4 separate regions of the Mus musculus genome follow, and all the other regions are linked to region 1. The links are chromatin contacts, called in public Hi-C, HiChIP or PLAC-seq and promoter capture Hi-C maps. All regions are on one chromosome and are shown on one strand. Each heading gives the region's core, a stretch centred on a gene start, on an enhancer-like site or on the middle of the called end of the contact. The rest is flanking DNA. Distances are from core to core; before and after follow the strand shown. Region 1 holds the start of Cd2 (CD2 antigen). Region 2 overlaps 4930406D18Rik (RIKEN cDNA 4930406D18 gene). Region 3 has its middle 11 kb from the start of Gm43464. Region 4 holds the start of Man1a2 (mannosidase, alpha, class 1A, member 2).

Region 1 (2,700 bases), core at 150-2,649:
CAGTGGTTGAGTGCCTGCCTAGCATGTTCAAGTTTCCATCCTCAACACCCCAAAGGGAAGACAAGAAATGATGCTGACATCTTAGATAGTAACAGTTTGCACACATTGCAAATATCTTGGCTTGACTTCTCACACATTTAATAGCTCTTTGTACATGCATAGATTCTAGATTTTTATGTGGCCTCTAACGTCCATCTTTACTATTTCTGAATTGTGCAATACATATAGGAAGATTTTCCATACTCAAGAATAGGAATTCTTTTATGTTTCCTGTTAAGTCTTATTTCACTTGGATTTTTCCCCCCTTGGAATTAATATTTTAACTCAACTGAAATGCACTGTTGTGGCTGTTGTTAAGCATCTGAAATGGAAAAACCGTGATTTTGAAGACCTTTTCTCACTGAATTCTAAAGAATCAAAAGACTATATGTTCACTGTATCTCTTGCTCACGTGACCTCTCTGTTGTCTTTTTAGGGACATTAGTCCTTGTATCCCTGTTCACTATTTTTTTATAGTCTTAGGACAAGAGAGATATCTTGGTACTTAAGAGCTCAGGCTGCTCTTCCGGAAGACCCAGGTTTTATTCCCAGCACCCACGAGGCAGCTCACAACCATCTGTAACTTAAATTCCAGGAGATCGATGGACTCCTCTGGCCTCTTCAGGCATGGCGTTCATGGGTGTTGCAGTCACTTTTCAATGGCTGTGACAAACCATCATGACCAAGGCAACTTAGAGAAGGAAGAATCTACTGTGCTCTTACAGGTCCATGGCCAGCATGGCCGGGAGTATGGCAGCAGGCATGAAGCATAGCGCTGGAGCAGTAGCTGGGGGGGTTTTACATTCCTATCCACAGCAGGAGACAGACAGATAGACAGAGTGGGGAAGGGGAGAGGGAAGAGAGAGAGAGAGAGAGAGAGAGAGCTAACAGGACCACAAGGGCTTTAAAGATTTCTAAGCCTACCCTCAGTGACGCACCTCCAACAAGGCCACGCCTCCCAATCCTTCCCAAATATACATATCTGAATTCTATTCCTATGACCTTTTGCCGGTGAGTCTACTTGGTCCTGTTGAAGGCAGCACAGCTGAGTGGCCAGCTATGTTTAAGCCCTTGTTTACAAAAGGGTAGCTATGGCAACTGACCTCCCAGTTCCTCTTCTTCCTCTGGTGGGGTGCTAAAACCCAACACCCTAAGCTGTTTTTGTAAAGATTAAAATGTGACACAGACACCTATTTCGGTTAAGGAGGGCAGCAAATGCATGAGTCGTTTTGATAGGGTCTCTGTCTCTCTCTCTCTCCTTCCCCATCTCTACCTCTCCCTCTCCCCCTCCCCCTCCCCTACTGTGAACAGCAGGCATGAAAGACACGTGGTTCAGGTTGCTGGGTGTGGCTTCTGCCAGCCTCACCACAGTCCTGACAGAAAGAACTCAGAGTCACCCCTGGGAAAAGAACTCTAAAGATGAAATGTAAATTCCTGGGTAGCTTCTTTCTGCTCTTCAGCCTTTCCGGCAAAGGTAAGCATTCGCGTGGAGCTCTTCCGGAGACCTTGGAGTGGACATTAGAGGCGAAGAGGGAGATCCTCCGTAGTCCCGAGACCTCAGAAACCATCTTACTTTTTTACAGGGGCGGACTGCAGAGACAATGAGACCATCTGGGGTGTCTTGGGTCATGGCATCACCCTGAACATCCCCAACTTTCAAATGACTGATGATATTGATGAGGTGCGATGGGTAAGGAGGGGCACCCTGGTCGCAGAGTTTAAAAGGAAGAAGCCACCTTTTTTGATATCAGAAACGTATGAGGTCTTAGCAAACGGATCCCTGAAGATAAAGAAGCCGATGATGAGAAACGACAGTGGCACCTATAATGTAATGGTGTATGGCACAAATGGGATGACTAGGCTGGAGAAGGACCTGGACGTGAGGATTCTGGGTAAGTCTCCATTCCCTAAAGGTTTTCATTTTAGGACGGCTGCTATGTAGAAAGTTGGGGAGCAGCCTTTCTGTAGCATCCCCATCCAATGTTACCTGTGTGGCCCACAATGAAGACTCCAGTGGGTGAGGGTGGCTCTAAAGCCTGTCTGCCTTTCATTCTCTCTTTGGGTGGCTGTGGGGTTGTACAAAGACTCCCAGGTGACAGACAGGCATTAATCAGAAAGAAGACAGGTTAGCAGAGAAAAGACATGGACATCCTTGGTGGCCGATGAAGCTGTAGCTAGACAGGATGTCAGAGGGTGCCTAGGAGCAGTGAGCCTCTTGTCTGGAGAGCTATGTTTAAGCCAGGGTATGATGAGAGGGCATGATACTGAAGAGCAACAGGAGAAGACCAACCAGGAGTCCTCTCCTGTCATCCAAGCGAAGCCAAGCAGGTGGTCTTAGTCTTGGTGAGAACCAGCAAGTGAGCTGTAAGAAGTGACTCATGCCCAGGCTCCTGGCAGCATGGAGTATGTGTGCCAGTGGGATCTATAGCGTTCCAAGAGCTTCTAGTGAGAAGAGTTGTCATTGATAGTCATTGGCCTGGAGTAAAGGGTGCCAGGGAGATGAGGAAGGGTGCAAACATGCCGGGTGTGGGGGTGAGGAGGAAGTGAAGAAGCTTGGGTGGGTGAGAAAGAAGAAAACGAAGCCTGGGATGCTGTCGAAGCTGAAAGTCCAGGGACAAACTGGCAGCTCACACCAATGGGTGAGAGGAGAAAGCCTGCCCT
Region 2 (2,700 bases), core at 84-2,583, 850 kb after region 1:
CACAGCACACATGCTTATATTCAATGTCTATGTGTGGGTACACACACACACAAACACATACACTTTCACACCTTTGATTCTGGTCTCTGACCATCTGCCATGGTTTGCATGTAAAAATTTACATATACCAAGAACACAGGACTTGAAAAGAAATGTGTTAGTTAGTTTCTACTTAGTAACACATTTCTCTCTCTGGAAGAGAAGATTCGTGACATGAATATACTCAGTTACAAATTCTAGAAGCTTTCCAGGGGTGGGTGAGGAGGCTGTCTTCAGAGTCAAAACGATCCACGTCACTGGAGATGGGTGGCAAGCTGTAGAGCCTCGAAAGGGGATTTAATTATTGGAGTCTCAGTTTTCTGATTATATTGGGAGATAAGAGCTGAAGACATAGGTCTATGGGAGAACACTTGTATGAGGCCCCGTGTCTCCTTCCCAGCACTGCAAACAAACAAACAAACCAACAAACAAGCAAAAACCAATTAACCAACTAAACAGTCACAACAAAAAATGCACAGTGGAAATGAAGATTTCTTCCCGTGTCACAGGGATTGGTTAGTATTGAGATGCCACACGTGAGGCCAGTGCTTGTCACTTGGCACAGGGAGACTTAGGAATGCTAGCCTCATTCCCTCTGTGACCCACCATAAATTAGGAAGGCATAACTAGCTCTCAGCTGGGCTTCTGTCCTCGGAGCATTCCATGCGAAGGAGCAGTGATGAGTCCCAGCCAGCAGCAGGTTCCTGGAGAAAGGATATAAATCTCAATTGGACTTAACTCCTAGTATATACAGTCTGGTCTTGGGTAGTTCTAGTGACAAGGGTAGAGGGAGAGTTGACTTGTACAGGTAAGAATCCCTTTCCTGTCAGACACGCCAAGAACTTGGAAAGAACTTTCTGGAAGGAGTGGACACACATTACCCAGGGATGTGTGGCAAGTGTAGGAGGATGTCTTCTGGGACATAAATGAGCTGCAGAACCAGCATTGGACAAGTCTATCCAATGAGATCCTCCATTGGCTGCTCCGGGTTGCTGTGAGCCACTCTTTCAAGCAGACATACAGGCATGGGATGTTCTTTCATTCTCTGTGGATATTAATGGGCTGATAGTACATGGACCTCACCACATTGTTTCTATGCAACAGTTGAACAGATTTGGTGAAGCTTAACTTAGCAATCCAGTGCTTACGTATCAATTGCTCACATGAGTGGGTATCAAGTGCCAGGTCCCTGGGGACGTGTGTGGCTCCCTGGTTTCTATCTGATGGCTTACTGGAAACCTCCCCATTCTATGTGAGAGCAGAAAGAGGAAGTGACACCTTGGTTTTATCTCAGAGACTACAGTGGGAGATGAATATGTGTAATTAGTCATCTCAAAGCTCGTTTCAGCCCAGGGCTGTCACAGGGTGGCCGCGTGACGGAGGAGAATTATGAGGCTTGGTTCTAATCTTGGTGTGAGATTTTGGGAAATCACCTATTTCCCTCCCAATCCTAGTTCCTGCTCTCACAGGCGATCAGAGGGGCAGACAGGAAGCTACTTCTGTCTAGCTCTGACATTTTGTGACTCTAGCATGACCACAAACCCCAGAGAGCCATGGCATCTTCTTCTAGACCCTCTCATGTCCTGTACTGCCATCAGAAGATCCTCTGGACAGGCTCCCAGGTCTCTTCCTAGGTCCACCATTTCTTTTTTCTTTCTTTCTTTCTTTTTTTTTAATATTTTTTGTTACGTATTTTCCTCAATTACATTTCCAATGCTATCCCAAAAGTCCCCTATACCCTCTCCCCACTTCCCTACCCACCCATTCCCATTTTTTTGGCCCTGGCGTTCCCCTGTACTGGGGCATATACAGTTTGCAAGTCCAATGGGCCTCTCTTTCCAGTGATGGCCGACTAGGCCATCTTTTGATACATATGCAGCTAGAGTCAAGAGCTCCGGGGTACTGGTTAGTTCATAATGTTGTTCCACCTATAGGGTTGCAGATCCCTTTAGCTCCTTGGGTACTTTCTCTAGCTCCTCCATTGGGAGCCCTGTGATCCATCCAATAGCTGACTGTGAGCATCCACTTCTGTGTTTGCTAGGCCCTGGCATAGTCTCACAAGAGACAGCTACATCTGGATCCTTTCGATAAAATCTTGCTAGTGTATGCAATGGTGTCAGCGTTTGGAAGCTGATTATGGGGTGGATCCCTGGATATGGCAGTCTCTACATGGTACATCCTTTCGTCTCAGCTCCAAACTTTGTCTCTGTAACTCCTTCCATGGGTGTTTTGTTCCCAATTCTAAGGAGGGGCATAGTGTCCACACTCCAGTCTTCATTCTTCTTGAGTTTCATGTGTTTAGCAAATTGTATCTTATATCTTGGGTATCCTAGGTTTTGGGCTAATATCCACTTATCAGTGAGTACATATTGTGTGAGTTCCTTTGTGAATGTGTTACCTCACTCAGGATGATGCCCTCCAGGTCCATCCATTTGGCTAGGAATTTCATAAATTCATTCTTTTTAATAGCTGAGTAGTACTCCATTGTGTAAATGTACCACATTTTCTGTATCCATTCCTCTGTTGAGGGAGGTCCACCATTTCTGTGGCCCCTGGACCTCTGGACACAGAATCTGTCCTTCTATAACACAGCTGATGTGTTTCCTCTTTTTCATCAGTTTCCATTAGGACTAACTACTGTTCTTCCTAGCTACAGGCTAA
Region 3 (2,700 bases), core at 3-2,502, 580 kb after region 1:
GCCTCTTGGATCTGCTGTTTCTCTCAGTGAGGAAACTTGCTGGCACCTGCATGCCTAAATGAGCGGAGACGGGCGTGCCCTCCCACCCGTGCTGAGAGTCTGAGACCTGCAAGCCTGACGTCACGTGACCCAGCAGGCCCTCTCCCTCTCCTCCGGATTCCTCTGGTTTATAGCTTAACTAGGGACCAAGCCGGGAGTGGTGGCGCACGCCTTTTATCCCAGCACTTGGGAGGCAGAGGCAGGCGAATTTCTGAATTCGAGGCCAGCCAGGTCTACAGAGTGAGTCCCAGGACAGCCAGAAACCCTGTCTCGAAAAAAACCAAAAAATAAAACAAACAAACAACCCAAAAAACAAACAACAAATAAACAAACCAAAAAAACTAGTGACGGGGAATCTTAGCCTCCCAAGCCAGACTCAAAACATCAGAGAGATGAGTCCAAGCTAGTCAGATAGTCTGACTTCCTACTAAGTCTAGTCCCTCCATTGTTTCAATGGCAATCCCAAGTCTTCTCGTTTCTGAAGTGGAAACAACCAGGTTGTAAGAAGCATAGGTGAGAGCCAAAGTTAACTGCTAGGTATATATACTTAATTCTAAACAAATACAAACGATTATCAGTGAAGGCAAACAAACGTGAAATTTTCAAATGTGACCGGTGACTCCGGTATCTTTGAATCAGTTTCTTGAATGAGTAATTGGTGCGCAGGTTTAGCTTAGCTTTAAAATACATCTTTTACTTCAATTTAGTTCTACAATTGTTGGTTTTGTGCAGAGTTAAACTCTGTACAGAGGAGCAGGCATGAAGGCAAGCTCCCAGCTGAGCGTTTTTGCTATATACTTCTCCTGGCCTCTACAAGTTGTCTAATGAATATTTATGACTCAGTACTAATACATGTCAGACTCTGAGAGCTGCAGCACAGTATCCTCTGCCCTTTCATCCCGTCTCTCCTGTGTTCTGGGGTCTTGATACTGACAATTATGACTGTAACATCTATTTTTATTAAATGAGAAAGGGACAAAATTAGGGAAATGAAAGGCTTGGGTGCGCTTGGCTCGACTGCTTTTTAAAACGCCTATTAACTATTAACGTTAACTTTGTTCTGGGCATTCTGCCAGCTGCTTTTCTCATTGCTCTATCTTTTAGTCATTTCAAGAACATAAAAGGAAGTTATTTCGGCTGAGGATCTGAGAAGTTATTCGGTCTGTTCTAAGCTAAACAGCTTGAAGTGGTAGAGTCCTCAGCTATCAATAGCTGGGCTGTCTATTTTCATGTCCCAAATATTGTTGGAGGGCCCGCTATGTGTCATTCACTTTGCTAGGCTCTAAGGGCACAGTGAAGGAAACAGCCCTCCTGGTTCTCGTAAGGCTGCCAGTTTAGCAAGGAAGGCTGAAGGTAGATAGGCTGTGGCAATTGAGCATCACCACATAGAGCGTGTGGGGAGGTAGGTCTTGCAGGCAGGAAGGGCTTGCAGAGGCTCAGGGGTAGGAAAGATCGAGGGGCCTCTGGAGATCTGCAAGGAATTTGCTGCCCATTAGAGCATTCTAATCAAGGCACCAGCGGCAGAGTACCTCGTGAGCTCTCAGGAGGGGCCATTTCCTCTCTCTGGGTAAGTTAGACCTAGCATGAGTTTACTTGAAGTATTGTGCTGCTAAGGCTCTCCCATGTTTCACAGAGTAGTAATAAGGGGCTCCGGGATGACTGTGTTCATTTCTATAATTAGAGGTTTTCTAAAAGAGATGGAATGTAAAGACTCTTCACCGTTGTTCCTTTTTCTTGGCCCCCATCATGAGTGGAAGGGCAGCTTTGACTGGGTTAGAGAGCATTTAGAGTAACATGTAGAGTTTGTGTGTGTGTGTGTGTGTGTGTGTGTGTGTGTGTGTGTGTGTGTGTGTGTTTATGATGCAGAGTAAGATTTAGGTGTGTGTTGTTGACACAAATCTCTCCTAATAATATCAGTATATTGATACTTGTCCCAGGCTGTGTCTTTGAGCTATATAGGTTTTAACTGTTCATTGGTCCTTATAACCCTAGGAAGTAGGATCAACTATGTCTAGTGATTCCCAGGAGGAAACTGAGGCACAGATATATTAAGATATTAAGATTGTGTTCATACAAAAAGTTGGCAGCAGAGCTCAACTTTTTTGTTTGTTTGTTTTTGTTTTTGTTTCTGAGACAGGGTTTCTCTGTATAGCCCTGGCTGTCCTGGAACTCACTTTGTAGACCAGGCTGGCCTCGAACTCAGAAGTCTGCCTGCCTCTGCCTCCCAAGTGCTGGGATTAAAGGCGTGTGCCACCACTCCCGGCTAGAGCTTAATATTTAAAGCTGGGACTGTGTGGCCTCAAGTGGTTACTCTTGACAGTTGGTAGTGTGGTATAAGACGTTCATGAAACCATTACTGCCAATTATTAAATGTAAGTCTTGGTTCTTTGTATTGTTGTTCATTTATGGACAGTCTCATGGGTAATTCCTCCATCCCAGATGTTAGAGCTTATGACTGTCAGTGGTCAGAAAACCAAGGTGCCCATTCCACCTTTGGCAGCTACTAAGAGTAGAGTGCTGCCTGTGGTTGGTGGTACTTGTCACCTAAGCCTGAAAACTAACTTCTCCTCAGAGGCCTCCAGAAAGGTTTAAGATGGGTGGTGCTATCATTGGCAGTTGTATGTTTCTAATGAAGCACTGTAGGGTTCGTTATGTGACCAG
Region 4 (2,700 bases), core at 125-2,624, 600 kb after region 1:
AAGGTAGGGTTTGCAGAGCTTCTAGAAATGCCTAGTGGAATGTAGTTCTGAATCCTGCCAAGGGACATGAAGTTTTCCTTGATTTCTAAGGCTGACTTCCCACCCCTGCCATTTATGGGCCTCCTCTCCAATTGCCAGCTACCAGTTAGGATGTGTGCAAGGAACAGAAGGTAAATTTAAGAAAAAAAAAAAAAGCTAAATGCAAACTAGATGCAAGAATACATATGCATTGCTAAGAAGCCTATATTATACTTTATCACAACCTGGTTCTTCTCAATATTACAGATAACAGAATTGACTCAGATTGTTTCAAGCCTCAACTTCAACAATATTGTCCTTTTGGGTTTTAACACCTGCTCATTCATTCATCTTTGTTATCTTTGCGGGGGGAATGGTAGTGGTGGTGGTGAAGATGACTATAGAGTGTATATATAGTCTTGGGACTGAACCACCAGGAATCTCCTGTCTGACCTAGGTCGTCCGATTCCTCAGAAAGGAACCCAGTAGAAAGCGCAGGGCTGCCATTTTAACACGAATCCGGCACGTGGCCGGTGCCACCTCCTTCTTCAACCAGCCTCGCGTGCCCAAGAACGCGTGGAAGTTTGAGACCTTGATGTTGAACCCCGGCCCCGAGTCACTGATAACTGAGGGAGGCATCAGCCTTGGCCCCCGTAACCCGTCAGTCCCAGGAACCCCACATTCCAGCGCCACTTTCGCGATCCAAGCGCCTGGTCCTCCTCGTCCGGCCGCCGGGGCTTCCGGGGGCTCCGGGCTCTCGGCAGCGGCCAGGCCCGAGCGGCCCGGCGGGCGGGGGAGGGGCGCGGCGGCCGGGAGCGTGCGCGCGCACCTCACACTCCGCCGCCCGGGGACGCCCACTCGCGAGTCGGGGCGGCTAGCCGGGCCCGCGCCCCCCACGGCCGAGCCGCTCGGCCCAACCGGTGTCGGCCGCGCAGCCGCTCTGTTCTCCTCCGGCCTCCACAGGCCAGGGACCAGCCCAGGGCCGCGGACCCGCGCCGCAGTCAGCGCGAGCGTGCGAGCCACCCGAGGCCGGGCCCTGCCGGAGCCGCCCTGCGGCCGCGGGAGGCGCGGCTGCTCGCTCGCGCGCGACCGGCCGCCCTCCCTCCCGCCCGCCTCTCCCAGGCGGTGCGAGGAATGAGCCGGCGCCGGCCCCGGGCTGTCGGTCTGAGGGCCGCGGCCCGGCTACCTCGCACGCCGCCACCGAGGCGCAGGGGCTCGGCCGCCGCGGCTGGGCTCGGCCGAGAAGCGGGCGGCGGGGCTAGCTGAGGAGGAGGAGGAGGAGGAGGAGGAGGAGGAAGAGAAGAAGGAGGAGGAGCCGGGTGGGGGCGGCCGCTCGGCTGAGGAGGAAGTTCCGCTCCTGACAGAGCGCGCGGCGGCGCGGGCGCTGTAGTGTTCGGGACGCCGTCGCCCTCGCGGCCTCGGCTGAGGGTCGTCGCTGCTACGCCCGGCGCCGCTGCTTGGAAGCCGCGGAGGCTGCGGAGCGGTGGAGCGGAGGAGGCTCCGGAGGGGACCGAGTGGAACCGACCTACTGCAACTCGTCGTCTTCGCCGGGCGCCTCCCGGGGCGGGCAGCCGCCTCTGAGCATCGCGCCGGGGCGCGGGCATGGCAGAACCCACCTTGCAGCTTCTCTGCGGTGTGGCTCGCCCGATCCACTCTCGGGAATGAAGAGGAGACTCGCGATCATCCGGTGAGGCACCGAGAGCCAAATGGCGAGAAGATCTGACGGGACAGAAACCAACGATCGCTTGGGAGGTCACCCGGGCTTCTGGATGTAATCGGAGAGCGTGAAAGAGGTGGCCTCGTAAATAATAATAATAATAAAAAAGCACAACAATCCTTTGAGAGGAGGGAAATTGAGTTTATTCTTTTTTTTTTTTTGGCCGAGGTTTTGAGAAACGGTTCGATGTGTTGTACGTTTGATATAAGATGAGAACTTTATAAAGTATTCCGTCCAAGAGCCTAAACGATGACTACCCCAGCGCTGCTGCCCCTCTCTGGTCGTAGGATACCACCTTTGAACCTGGGGCCGCCCTCCTTCCCACATCACAGGGCTACCTTGAGACTCTCCGAGAAGTTTATCCTTCTCCTCATCCTTAGTGCCTTCATCACCCTGTGTTTTGGGGCATTCTTCTTCCTTCCAGACTCTTCAAAACACAAACGCTTTGATCTGGGCTTAGAAGATGTGTTAATTCCTCACGTAGATGCCGGCAAAGGAGCTAAAAACCCCGGCGTCTTCCTGATCCATGGACCCGACGAACACAGACACAGGTTCGTTTGTTACTTAAATTATGGTACTTCCTTTTGGGAGAGCAAGGTACAGTTCACTGCTTTCTTGTCTCTCCCCCCTCCCCCTCCTGCCCCTGTGAATGATCAGGGTGTTGAACGTTGTTGGTTCAGAGCTGCCTGGGTAGAACCATACATAGACTGGAAGGACTCCTAGGGTTCCTTGGTTTTTCCCGGCAGAACGAAGTGTTCAGTCAGACTCTTCTGCTGTGGACAGCAGGGAGCGGAGATACAGGGAGTCAGCATGCGCGTATTGAGAACGTGTTTCTGCCTTTCTGCCACCATGTGAAGTCACTGAATCTTGACAGCTTGCTAGACTTTGCTCAGCCACCAAGTCCCAATCTCTGGCTTGTGCTCTGATTTTTTTTTTTTTTTTTAAATGTTAAAAGGTGGGGTGTG

Evidence for each region. Promoter capture Hi-C pulls out the DNA fragments that hold promoters and counts their contacts. Hi-C and Micro-C count contacts between places; a contact is called where the count stands out from the background. HiChIP or PLAC-seq counts read pairs in DNA pulled down with a chosen protein or histone mark.
Region 2: a contact with region 1 is called in a Hi-C map of centrocytes, with 3 times the contacts expected there. The contact joins the enhancer-like site here to the promoter of Cd2 in region 1. A contact is called at or near these places in 2 of 39 promoter capture datasets (the C10 cell line and pre-B cells), 1 of 484 Hi-C or Micro-C datasets (centrocytes) and 1 of 9 other capture datasets (liver).
Region 3: a contact with region 1 is called in a promoter capture Hi-C map of pre-B cells. The contact joins the enhancer-like site here to the promoter of Cd2 in region 1. A contact is called at or near these places in 2 of 39 promoter capture datasets (the C10 cell line and pre-B cells), 3 of 484 Hi-C or Micro-C datasets (CD8 T cells, large pre-B cells and regulatory T cells) and 1 of 115 datasets of contacts at active chromatin or transcription factors (large pre-B cells).
Region 4: an H3K4me3 HiChIP or PLAC-seq map of pro-B cells shows a contact between it and region 1, with 3 times the contacts expected there. The contact joins the promoter of Man1a2 here to the promoter of Cd2 in region 1. A contact is called at or near these places in 3 of 39 promoter capture datasets (the C10 cell line and pre-B cells), 6 of 484 Hi-C or Micro-C datasets (CD4 T cells, CD8 T cells, Th1 cells and 2 more) and 3 of 115 datasets of contacts at active chromatin or transcription factors (effector CD8 T cells, large pre-B cells and pro-B cells).

What each region holds. Positions count from the first base shown.
Region 1 is chr3:101,286,638-101,289,337 of GRCm38.p6, reverse strand. It overlaps Cd2 (CD2 antigen), which reads left to right and starts at 1,399. Exons shown (of 5, transcript NM_013486.2): 1 at 1,399-1,513; 2 at 1,623-1,931. The coding sequence starts at 1,459.
Region 2 is chr3:100,435,579-100,438,278 of GRCm38.p6, reverse strand. 4930406D18Rik (RIKEN cDNA 4930406D18 gene) reads right to left here. Exons shown (of 3, transcript NR_040543.1): 3 at 525-743. Among named protein-coding and RNA genes, the nearest start is that of 4930406D18Rik, 11 kb to the right of the region's middle. Within about 2 kb of position 1,333, at least 81 of the 459 cell types and tissues checked have an H3K27ac peak or open chromatin away from gene starts, as enhancers often do. A contact at or near this core is called in centrocytes, where this site is marked.
Region 3 is chr3:100,701,838-100,704,537 of GRCm38.p6, reverse strand. No RefSeq gene overlaps it. Among named protein-coding and RNA genes, the nearest start is that of Gm43464, 11 kb to the right of the region's middle. Within about 2 kb of position 1,252, at least 62 of the 459 cell types and tissues checked have an H3K27ac peak or open chromatin away from gene starts, as enhancers often do. A contact at or near this core is called in pre-B cells and regulatory T cells, where this site is marked.
Region 4 is chr3:100,684,147-100,686,846 of GRCm38.p6, reverse strand. It overlaps Man1a2 (mannosidase, alpha, class 1A, member 2), which reads left to right and starts at 1,374. Exons shown (of 13, transcript NM_010763.2): 1 at 1,374-2,286. The coding sequence starts at 1,985.